3 separate regions of the Gossypium hirsutum genome follow, and all the other regions are linked to region 3. Evidence: chromatin contacts called from public Hi-C data. All regions are on one chromosome and are shown on one strand. The core of a region is the stretch at or near the end of the contact, and the rest is flanking DNA. Distances in the headings are between cores, read along the strand shown.

Region 1 (4,045 bases), core at 876-3,375, 360 kb after region 3:
TTTATTGAGGTGTAATCGGCTCACCTTAAAAATAAATTTGGTCTACGAAATTCGAGAAAATTGGTTCGGGAGTCAGTTACGTACGAGGAAGGGTTAGCACCCTCGTAACGTCCAAAATTGGTACCAAATTGATTATTTGATGTCTTAATGTCGAGAGTCAAAAAGGTTTTTTTTTAAAATCAAATGTTGAAATTTGAAAAGGATAATCAATTATTCAAGTCATACGAAGAAATTGAGACCCAATACGTTAGGGTACAATTTCTCAAAAATCCTCGAACTTTGAATATCACTTTTGCTTTATAAGTAAATCTTCATTTCGAGGAAGCAATTATGTCATGCCCAATACGTTAGGACATAACAAACTAAGTTCCCAAAAATGATTTTTACTTATATATTTTAAATAACGAATATTCTCGATTATTTGGAATTAACAAAGAAAATCGGAACCCAATACGTTGGGGCTCAATTTTTCTCGAAAATCCCTAACTTTGAATATCGTTTTTATTTTTGAAAACCTTTGAATCATAAAAAATGATTAACGTTTTGACAAAATCAAAATGTATTTGAAAAATGTGTTAAAATGTCAATGCAATATGAAACAAATATATTAATTTAAATTATGTGTGTATATGTATTTACAAAGTATATATATAAATGATATGTAAGTAAATTTTGAAAATATGTATGGATATAAAATATAAAAAAATGCATATGTATTATAAAATGTTAGTGCATATATATATGAATACAAAAGTCATGAAAATAAAACAATAAGAAAATATTTATAAAATACATGCATGCATTTACGAAAAAAGGAAAAAAAGAAAAATATATAAATATATATTTGTAAATTATATAAATATAAATATATATATGTATATGTATATATAAGAAAAAAACGTGGAAAATATATTTATAATAATTTGAATAATGTAAAAATACACATATATAACAAAGGATATATAAACATATATATATATATAGATTATAAAATATGAAAGATGTATAAGTACTATAAACTATAAACGTATATACATATATATAAAGCTATGAAAATAAAATAATAATAATAAAATATGTATATAATATATGTATATAGTTAAAAAAACGCTTAAAATATACATATATATTTAACATATATATGCGCATGTATATATAAGAATAATAATAATAATAATAATAATATACGATATAATAAATAATAATAATAATAAACTAATAAGAATATAGACAATATAATAAAAAACTAAAAAAACAAATTAAGGGTTAAATTTAAAAAACCAAACAGAATTTGAGAGCTGAATTTGAAAATAAAATAAGAGAGGGAGTAATTTAAAACACGCGTAACAGGGGGAGGGCCGAAGGAACAAATTACCCAAAAACACTGCACAGCACTGGACTAAAATAAAACAGATTCGGTATTTCATGGAAAAATTTGAAAACATAAAAAAAATGGTTTTGAAATGATAGGATAAAATGAAAGGATTAAAAACAAAAATAACCCATCAATGTTTAAAAGTTGAAATCCATTTCATTTGCAGCCAATAAAACCCATTTCAAACCCTAAAAATTATTCTATTTCAAATGCAGCCACAGCAACCAGTCCCTTCCCCGCTCCTCACGCCGAGAACTAGCAAGAATGCCGACGGCGCGCCTCTACTGGTAAGAAACTTCTCTTTTTCCTCGTTATTTCGTTTATTTTCGTTGTTTTAAGAAACAAAAGGAAAAAAACAAAGTAAAAACAAAAACAGTAAAAGAACAGAAAAAAACAAAGCCAAAATCTGTCGCCTTTCAAAAAAAATTTTCTCTCTTGTATTTTCCTTTTTTTTATTTTTTTCAATACAAAAATTTGCTAACCCCCATTACAAAAAAAACAATTGGCTTTATATAGCCTATAATAAACCAACGCTCCCCTCTTCATTTTGTTGTTATTTTCCCCGTTTATCGCCTATTGTTTGCTGTTCATGGCTTATTGCAGGTACCACTGGCGAGAGGTCGTGTGCAGAAGCTGCTGAACGTGGGCGGTTACCGTGACGTGGGAGCAGCGACGTGGGGGCGATGGTGGCACCTGGACTATTCGGCTGCTAACTTGCTGTTAACTGTTGCTTAGGATTAGGTTAGGGTTTGCACACTTGGTCCTTATTGGGCCGATATTGTATTTGGGTTTGTATTGGGCCTGTTATTATTTGGGTCTATTTTGGATTGGTGTAATGAGTATTTGGGTTGGTCTTATTTTGAATGGGCCGGGCAAAAATGGGCTATTACAATGGTAATGATGGACCGGTCCTTCATAAATCTTGGGTTTTTAAGAGAAAAGAAGTGAAACTGAAGAGTGGGTTTTTAAGAGAAAAAAGTGAAACTGAAGAGAGCGAGAGGTTGCGGTCGTATCAGTACGTGGGGAGAACTGGGTCGGTGATTCCAACAACTTCTTTGGCGGGAGCGGAAGTTAGTATCAAAGAGATTCGGTCAGCCACTTCATTTTCCGGCCATTACCCGCCATCCATTCACGCTCCTTTTATCAACTCCCCCGAGCCCCTTCCTAACGGTATCTCCAATATAAGCTGGGAAAGGTTTTATCTTTTTGGTTATGAAGTCCAGAATTTGAGTTGCTTTAGATTGTTCATTCCTGAATTAAATATCGGATACTGGGTTGTTAATGTTGGGTAAGTTGTGAACTCTTACAGTTTGCTGATTTAATTACTTGTTCCAGAGGAAGCTATCCTCCATCAAGGTCCTTACACAACAGACTATGGCACATACTCCAATGATTTTCGGAGGTAAACACCCCTTGTTATAATAAGTAGGATAGTTTTTGGAACACCCTTGAATGCTTAAACATCAGCTAGTAGCATACACTGATTAAATTAGTGATGTACATGCAGGCAATTATTGGACGAGGTAGAGATACGAGAATTGCTCATCGATCATGTCGGCCATCGATGCTGTTGGGGGAGTCGTCCTGCTCGAACATGGAAGATCCATGCTGTTGAGGATTGCAATGTTTACGTGGGGACTCTAGAAACTTTCTTAGAGGAGAGGGAAGTAGTCAGAGAAACAGAACCTTACCATGGTGGCAACATTGATGGAAAGGATAAAGGTCCTGAACTTGTTCTTTGGGAATTGGATCTAAGATCACAATTCCCTGCTCTCTATGTACCTTATAAGGAAACACGAGTCAAGATTCCTCGTTGCGAGACCGTTGAGAAATGTTCAGGTAATGCTACTGAAATAATGTGGCCTATGGGATTAATACTGGAGGTTTTTACATCTTAAATTTTGTCTAGTACACAAAATATTTGCCTTTTTAAGGTTCTTAATAGCTGTTTCGTTTACTTCGTTTTTTGCATCTCTTTCCTGTCACGCTAATGCTTCTTGCTTCACCATTTATACATGTCATAGCAGTAGTGCTTAGCTTTGCCTTTGGATTAATGTTTAAGAAAAAGATCTGCAGGTTGTGCAGGACGAGGAGATATTGCATGTCCAACATGCAATGCGGACCAGGAACCTGGATTTTATAAGCAAAATCAGATGTCCCAGTGCCCTGCTTGCTATGGACGGGGATTAATTGCTCACAGAGATGGATCAGACACTATGTGAGCAGTTTCTTCTTTATTTTATTAAACTATCCTTCAAAATGGTTGCCTACTGGTTCAAACATATGAATCATATGGTTTATCTTTATTGTACGTTACAACCATGAATGATTTCAGGAAACCGTGTTTAATTAGCATACCTCAACTTCTGTATGGGTATTCTAGTTTGAAATTTCTGGGCAATAAACCCCATATATAACATTCCAGCCTTTAATTTTCTAGTTAGTTTCTTACTAATCTCACACTTTTTTCTTCCTAGGTATTGAGTCTTTTACATTAATCACTTTTCACTGGTGATTATATCTCTGCATATGCACAAATTGTGATGGAAAAGGAAAGATTCCTTGTGCAACTTGTGGATCTCGTGGCTTACTACAATGTAAAACATGTCATGGAAGTGGTTCTCTGTTGACTCTCAGAGTTGCCATTATTAAATGGTAAGCATGCCAATC
Region 2 (3,855 bases), core at 286-2,785, 270 kb before region 3:
ACTTTATTGAACAAAGCTGCTTCCAAATCCCAAGCATATAACAGAAACAACTTTTACCATGAATGTGTGTAATACAAAATGAAATCAAGATCTCAACAATTAAAGAATATATCATAGAAAAAAAAGAATACTAACTTCAGAAAATATGAGTTAGAAACTGAGAGTTGGCTGTCACTAGTTTAAGGGAATAAAAAATGGTTTGACCCGAAAAATGAAAGAATTTGCTTACCAAATGTATAGGCAGACGGGAATGTGGACCCTTCCCGGAGGGTGTTCCGATATAGGATAGTGTTGTCATTGATGCATTCCCAATCAGCAACTTCATTTGCTATAATTTCCTTGTCACTCAAAGGCCTCAACCTCACCACAACAAGAATCCTCTCCTCTCGAGCACCTGCCATTTGCGCCTTTTGTTCTTTCTCCACCTGCTTTAACTCTTCCCCACCAATTGCCCCCATTTTTCTTTTTCCTACTCCACTTTTCTTGTTACTCACCCTACTAGGCGTTAAGTGAAAAAAAGAGCCATGAATTTGCAGGTTCTCAAGGTTGTTGGGGTTGCTAAATATATATTAAAGCTTAGGCCAATCCTTTCACAACCATAAGCCTATCTGCTAAAAGAAGCTAATCATGATTATAAAATCCAACTAACTATAGAAAACGATCCATAAGTATAAAGACTAATTACTGATTATATCAGCAACAACGAGCTAATTATAGACTTTTATCTAACCAACATGAAAATGATTTGCTTTTTATATTCTACTTTTAAGGTTAAACATCACTTAAATTAACCATTTTTAAAAAACAAAAACAAATGTCAATGAGAACTAGTAGTTAAGATGAAAAGATCTCTTCCTAACCCCCCAAGAAAAAAAAAACACTCAATTTTTAAGTTTTAATTCTTGAAAGAGCAGAAAACTTTCCCTAGTGGTCACCAACTATGCTTAATAGTCAAGCAATGAAAATCTTCAACTTTATAGTTTATACTGATAAATTAATAATAATAAAAAGTTTTACTCATTTTCTCATTTCTGTTTGTTTTGTTTTCTTTTCCCTTGAAACGAAAATGGCGGTTCAGTTTAAAAGAACTAGTACCAACTTTAGTACCAAAACAGTTTCAATTTCCCTCCATTATGCTCTCTGATCTGATTCCATAACCGTATACTTTCCACCTCAAAACTCGAGCTCTGCAAAATCCTAACCGAATAAAATCTAAAAAATCGTTTAAAAATGATAAACAATAGAATTTGATTCGAATAACGTAAGAATCCAAAATTTTCTGGATTTTTTTTAAAAACGCCAGCAGTATTAAGTAGTAACGATTTCTTTAAATGGTCAATTTCTAAATTCAGAAATCAAAATCACCCCCCAAAAAACAACAGTCTTACATACGAAAACAAAATCAATCCACTTGTCAATTTTTAATGAATTTAAATTTAAAACTAAAAATTCATCGAAGGGGAAGAGAAGATACGTGACTTGGAAGAGCAAAAAAGAAACACTGAAGAAGCGAAATCGAAGGTGCTATGACTCTACGCGTCGAATAAAGTTGAAAAAAACGAAAGGATAAAATGGAGAATGTCAATTTAAACCAAGGGTAAAAATGGGACAGCAGGATCGGGAAGGGGGAGCGTCTTTTGAAGTTTTTCTCTTCCTTGCGTGTTTGGGGCAAGGTCAATTACTATTTTACCCTTGCTTTTTGATATAAGCTTGTGTCTCGCCACGTGGTCTTTAAGTTTTCTTGTCAGTTAATGTAACTTTCCATCGCGATGCACCGTTCAATCGACCGCTATATTGTTAAACATCAAAGGTTTAATTATGCTCTCAGTCCCTATACTTGTGAATATTTGAAACTTAGGCTTTCTATTTTTAACTATACAAATTTAGTCCATGTACTTATTTGATTTAAAAACTAAAATCCAATTGATAAAATTTTTAATGAAATTTAGTTAAATTTAAATATGTGATATTCTAAATTAAGGGCATGATTTAAAATTTAAAGCTAAATCAATAACACATTTTCAAATTTGAAGAAAAATAATTAATAGTATTATCAATTGAACTTTAGTTTTTAAATCAAACAAGTAGAGGACTAAATTTATTAAATTAAAAACATAAGGACAAGTCAATTAAACCACATGTGAAATAATAAAATATTTGTGTGCAGGTCTTTAATTAACAATGATCTTGAGTACAATTCTTAAACAACCTATACCTTGTACCCTTATTAAAAAAGCATAAAGATTAATTTTAAAAGTTTGAACAGTAAAAGGACTAAGGTGGGGAATTTAGACTAATGTCAAAATTCCTTTTGGGGTGTTCGATAGAGTTTTGGATTTTTTTAGCTGTTTGGGCACAAATGGAGGATTGAATAATCAAACCCTCTAATTGTAGTGTTTGGTGAATGAAGGTGTGTAAGAGTTTGTTGAGCTAAAATTTCCAAAACAAAAAATGTTGGGATGGGCAACGCTTTTCACGGCTGATTGGGAATGAGATATGTGGAATGACATATTTGACCATGCTTACTCAAAAATTACTCCCTTTGCCACATGCTCTCAAACCTAACAGGAGTGTTAATATATCAGTAGTTTCCATTCTTCTATTTTGCCTTTCATCTCCAAAGTCCAAAGTCCAAAGTAAATCTAAAAAAAAAAAATCCAAGGTGAATCTACAAAAAACAACTATGGAGATTCATTTGCAAGATGATTTCATCCATTAAGGTTAGTTCTTTCTATGCTTTTAAATTGTTGTACCTTTTTTTGGCCTGTATTTTTCAAAATTTTTTGTCCTTGTAAATCGATCTTTTTCCTCCCTATTAGTCGATTTTTTCCCATGTTAAGATATTATGGGATATTATCTTTTAGCAAATTGATTCCTAATAGGATATTATAGGATATTAACTCTTAGCAAATTGATTCCTAATAGGATATTATAAGATATTATTATGGGATATTATATTTTAGTAATTTGATTCCTACGTAACTATGATTGTATAGATATATATGTACCGTTGAGTTTTATCAATAAAATTCAAGAGATTAATTTATTCTTTTCATGGCATCAGAGCAAAGTTTCTGATACAAAATTTTTTTATCATTCTAAATGGCTGGCGGCGAGACTTCTCCTCCTCCTCTTCCACCGCCACCATCTAAAATTGAACCTAATTCTCCATTTTTCTTGGGTCCTCAAGATCAACTGGGTGACTTTATTACTCCTATTCGATTAAAGCTCGATAATTTTGATGACAGGGCTTTTGTTATTCGTGTCTCTTTGTATTCTCGACACAAATTTGGATTTCTTGACGGTACCGTTACAGATCTTGTTCTCCCTTGCTCGAAGGATGATTGGGTTACCATCTATTGTATACTTGTATCCTGGATTCTCAATCTTATAGATCTAGAGGTAAGATCGATGCTTTCCAATTATGATAATGTGAAAACTTTTTGGGATGATTTACATGAATATTTTTCCATTGTCAACAGTCCATGTATTCAACAATTAAAATCAAATATTAGTCATTGTGAGCAAGCCAATACTATGAGTGTTGTAATTTATTTCAATAAATTAAAGGTTTTGTGGGCTGAATTAGATAATCATGAACCTTTGATTTGTTGCAAGTGTGGACAATGTTTATATAACTTAAGGAAGATGCATGAACAATGTCATGAGCATGAACAATGTCATGAGCATGACCGACTTCATCAATATCTTCTTGGTCTCTATTTTGATTATTATGCCTAGATTTGGTCTACACTACTTTTCTCAAATCCTTTTGCCTTCCTTGAATCAGGAATTCCAGAAAATTACTCAAGAGAAATGCGTACGCGAACTTACATAGGTCAAGGAAAAGAAGCC
Region 3 (3,941 bases), core at 1,415-3,914:
TGCACTAGTAGGTCCTCACACATTGACCTATCACATTTTAGAATTTTCTCACATAAGTCCTATTGACTAAATTCACATGAAATCAACCAAATTGAAGCTTGAAATTTTCACACATTCATAATTACATATTCTACACAATAAGTATCACATTCAAACATTTCGGTGACTCGGTTTAGCGGTCCCGAAACCACTTCCCGACTAGGGTCAACTTTGGGCTGTCACAATGCTTGTTTTTTGTATGGCTTGGCTTCTAAGAAATTGGTTTAATTTGCTTTATTTTGGAAGCTATTTTAGGTGCACACGGCCTGCGAGATGAGCTATGACACGGATGTGTGCCACACACGATCACACCATATGGTCGTGTGGACTATTTAATTTTGATGCAAGTTTATCACACACGGTCACAGGTTGTTACACGGTCTAAAGACACGATCATGTGACCTTATTTTGATTTGTACACGGGTGAGCACACAAGTTGCAACACGGACGTGTGACCCCAATTTCGAATTGTACATGGTTTGGCCATACAACTGTGTGACCCCTGTTTCTAAAATTTTTACATTTTCCATATTTTTCTGTTTTGTTTTAAATTAGTCCCTAATTGTTTTCAAACTATTTTTCAAGAGTCCTATAAGTTCAATTTAAGGCCTATAAATGTATCTAAGTTATGCTTAATATGTGGATTGAATAAGATATTTAAATTAATGTTTGAAAAATTTAATGATGTTATTTGATTTGATATGTGTCGTAATACTTTGTAACTCTAATCCAACGATGGAGAAGAGTTAGGGGTGTTACAACTATTAGGTTGTATTATATCATGTTTTGAATTGAGTTTATGAAGTTATTTAGGTAGGATAAAATGCACTTAAACTTGTGTTTTGGTAATGTGAAAAGGTTTGGATTGCATCATTTGTAAAATGGTCATTTTGATGTTACACAGTCTACCACACGATTGTGTGTCACACACGTTCGGTTGACACGGTCGTGTGCCACTGGTAAATTATATACAAGATTATTGACATAGTCTCTGTCTTTCACACGGCCCAGCTACACGATCGCGTGATTGTTTGCAATGTTTTACAATTAAGTCTACACGGCCACAGTTAGTTACACATCCTGGCGACATGATCATGTGACCCTACAATACACAGCCTTAGCCTAGCCACACGGCCGTATGACCCCTGTTTTGTATTTTTATCACTTTTTTCCTGAAATGTTTCAAATTAGTCTTTGCTTAGTTTTGAATTGTTTTTAGACCTTTCACAAGCTCGATTTAATCCTGATTGAGTATGAATAACATGTTTTGAATGAATGTTTGATGATTAATGATTGTTTAAATAAATTTTGAAATGAAATAGCATGATTCTGTTATGTTATTTACTGTAGCCTTCCGTAACCCTAATCTGGTGACGAAGGCGGGTGAGGGGTGTTACAATTCTAGAGCTTTCGTAAGCTCAATTTAAACTCGATTTGGTTTGCAAAGAATAATTTAGTGTGAATGTATGTAATCAATTAATGTTTAATTGAATATTTTTATTAGGAATTACATATAATTGTTCTAAAATTTGTCATCGCATCTTCTCGCTCGAGTCTGACGATCGAACTGGGTAGGGGTGTTACATATTTGTGTGTGAATGTTCTGGTAATTGTTGTAGCTTTGTATAACTTGGGTCCCACGACCGGGTCGGGCGAGAGGTGTTACAATATGATTTTATTCAAGTGTAAACAAAGTATAAATGACTTGAGAGTTCTTTTTAATATTTTAACCTAGAAAACTATAAAAATATTAAATTAGGAAGTTACATTTTGTTGCCAATGCATGATTCAAAAAAAATTATTTGAAAGAATATATAGAAACAATCAATCTTCTCTTCTATTGTTCATACAAAGTGGAAAATGCATTTTTTTCATTCAAAATTAAAGTATTCAGAACTAAACTTGTCGTCAAACTGATTAGATCACTAGTTTTCTAGTCCAACCGGTTCGATCGGTTTGATTGATCCGTCTGATTCTAATAAATAAATCATTAAAAAATTATAAAAATAAAAAGATTTTGGTTCAACCACCCAATCAACTAGTCTGTACTATTTCTTGAGTCAATTGATCTAATATCTTTACTAGTACCTTGACTAGTTCCCAATCTGACGAACCGATCCAACTCAATTCAAGTAACAATGTTGAAAAATCCTCCTAAATAATTATTTAAAAAAAATGTTTTTAGGATTTAGACTTAATTAAAATCCAAATTTAAATTAGAATTATTAATTCAAAATACTGAATTTCAAATATTTTAATTCTCAAACAAAGAGTTTAAAAATAATAAAATCATAAATTTCAAAATTCAAAATTTTGATATCTAAATTCAAATTTCAATTCTCAAACACTACCCATAATATTTTTAAATTTAATAAATCCATACTTTTATATTTTTTTATTCTCAATCATTTATTCATAATATATACCTTTCACTTTTTCCAGCTACCTAATAAATAAAATCTAAATTCTAAATTTTAAATGAAAAAAACTTTTTCTAATTTTAAATTAAAATTTTATTATTTAAATCCAGCTAAAAATATTAAAATATATATATTAGGATAAGAATAACTTAAAATCTCAATTTCATCATTAAAAAATTTTAGATTGCATCCATTTATTGGCTGCCATCTGTCAATTCTCTGCCACTTACTTTTTTGGTTCGAGAATGCATTTCTTAGGAGACCGCACAGAGGAACTAGAAGCACAAACAGAGAGATTTACTGAAACGGCAGCAATCACGTAGGGTAGGGTCGGGACAACGAAACCCTTCAAAATCGATGTCGTCTTTTGATGACGATGGCTACTTAGGCTACGACCCTCGCCTCGCTTCCCACCAGTTCCAGTCCTTCGACGCCCACTCGGTTAAGGACTCAGTAGCTGATTCCCCTCCGATGTTCTCCTACGGTACCGGAGATGATGTCTTCTCATCTCAATCAATACCTGAAACACCTCCGATCTACAGTGGCGGTGGTGGAAACTCTGCTTTCTCATCGGAGCAGAACGAAAAAGGATTGAACGGAGAGTTCGGAGGATCGGATGGACCAATCTTGCCACCGCCTGCTGAGATGGGGCCAGAAGAAGGCTCTGCTTTGAGAGAGTGGCGCAGGTAAGTTTACCACTAGTTGAACTTCATTTCCATTCATTTGATTGTTCAAACTTTTAAAACTATCCAGCTAAATTGTGTATGATTAATAAATATGGAAGGCTCTTTTTTTATTAATTATATAATTCATTATTTTTATGAAGATGATAAAGTTAGCTTTAACGTTGAGTTGTTGATGAGATTGGATTTATGGATTGCCAGGCAAAACGTGATTCGACTGGAGGAGAAGGGAAAGAAAGAGAAGGAGACGTTGGAGCAAATAATAAAGGAAGCAGAGGAGTACAAAGTTGAATTCTATAGGAAGATAAGTATAGCTGTTGAAAATAAAAAAGCCTCCAACAGAGACAAGGAGAAGGTGATACATCAATCAAAATTCTTAACTCCATTGAATGTACTGTATGTTCTGCCCATCAATTTCACATTATGAAATTTTGGTGTTGTAATTATGGTATGTCAGACTGCAAATTTTGTGATTGAAGGGTTAGGAACTTGGATTTACTAATAGTGTCATGTAAGTGTAATCAGTCCTTGCTTCTTTTTCGAGGTTTAGCGTTTTCTTAGTTGAGTGAAAACATAGAAAGCAAAGATGAAGTGGAAATGTAGGAGAAGTCCGCTAGAGTGAGCCCATTCATCATTACGTGTGTTTTAGCAAGAAAAGAGAAGTGAGAAAAAGGACAACAAAGAAACATAATTATTTGTCATGCTAATGTATAAAAAAATTAATTTGAATGTTAAGAGAGAGTAAATCAGGGAATTTTAAATTAGTTCAAATTATGAATTTTTAAAAAGTCTTTTCTCC

The links. A called contact is a pair of places that touch in the nucleus more often than the background predicts.
Region 1: a Hi-C map of leaf shows a contact between it and region 3, with 4 times the contacts expected there. The contact joins the enhancer-like site here to the promoter of LOC107929283 in region 3. A contact is called at or near these places in 2 of 34 Hi-C or Micro-C datasets (hypocotyl and leaf).
Region 2: a contact with region 3 is called in a Hi-C map of hypocotyl, with 4 times the contacts expected there. The contact joins the promoter of LOC107918425 here to the promoter of LOC107929283 in region 3. A contact is called at or near these places in 11 of 34 Hi-C or Micro-C datasets (anther, callus, hypocotyl and 2 more).

Annotation. Positions count from the first base shown.
Region 1 is chrD13:23,467,676-23,471,720 of Gossypium_hirsutum_v2.1, reverse strand. It overlaps the pseudogene LOC107920458. Among protein-coding and RNA genes, the nearest start is that of LOC107918754, 21 kb to the right of the region's middle. Within about 2 kb of position 2,125, at least 9 of the 9 cell types and tissues checked have an H3K27ac peak or open chromatin away from gene starts, as enhancers often do. A contact at or near this core is called in hypocotyl and leaf, where this site is marked.
Region 2 is chrD13:24,093,047-24,096,901 of Gossypium_hirsutum_v2.1, reverse strand. LOC107918425 (kinesin-like protein KIN-7E) reads right to left here and starts at 1,535. Exons shown (of 13, transcript XM_041108915.1): 1 at 230-1,535. The coding sequence starts at 458.
Region 3 is chrD13:23,824,823-23,828,763 of Gossypium_hirsutum_v2.1, reverse strand. LOC107929283 (clathrin light chain 2) reads left to right here and starts at 2,664. Exons shown (of 3, transcript XM_016860655.2): 1 at 2,664-3,145; 2 at 3,344-3,497. The coding sequence starts at 2,817.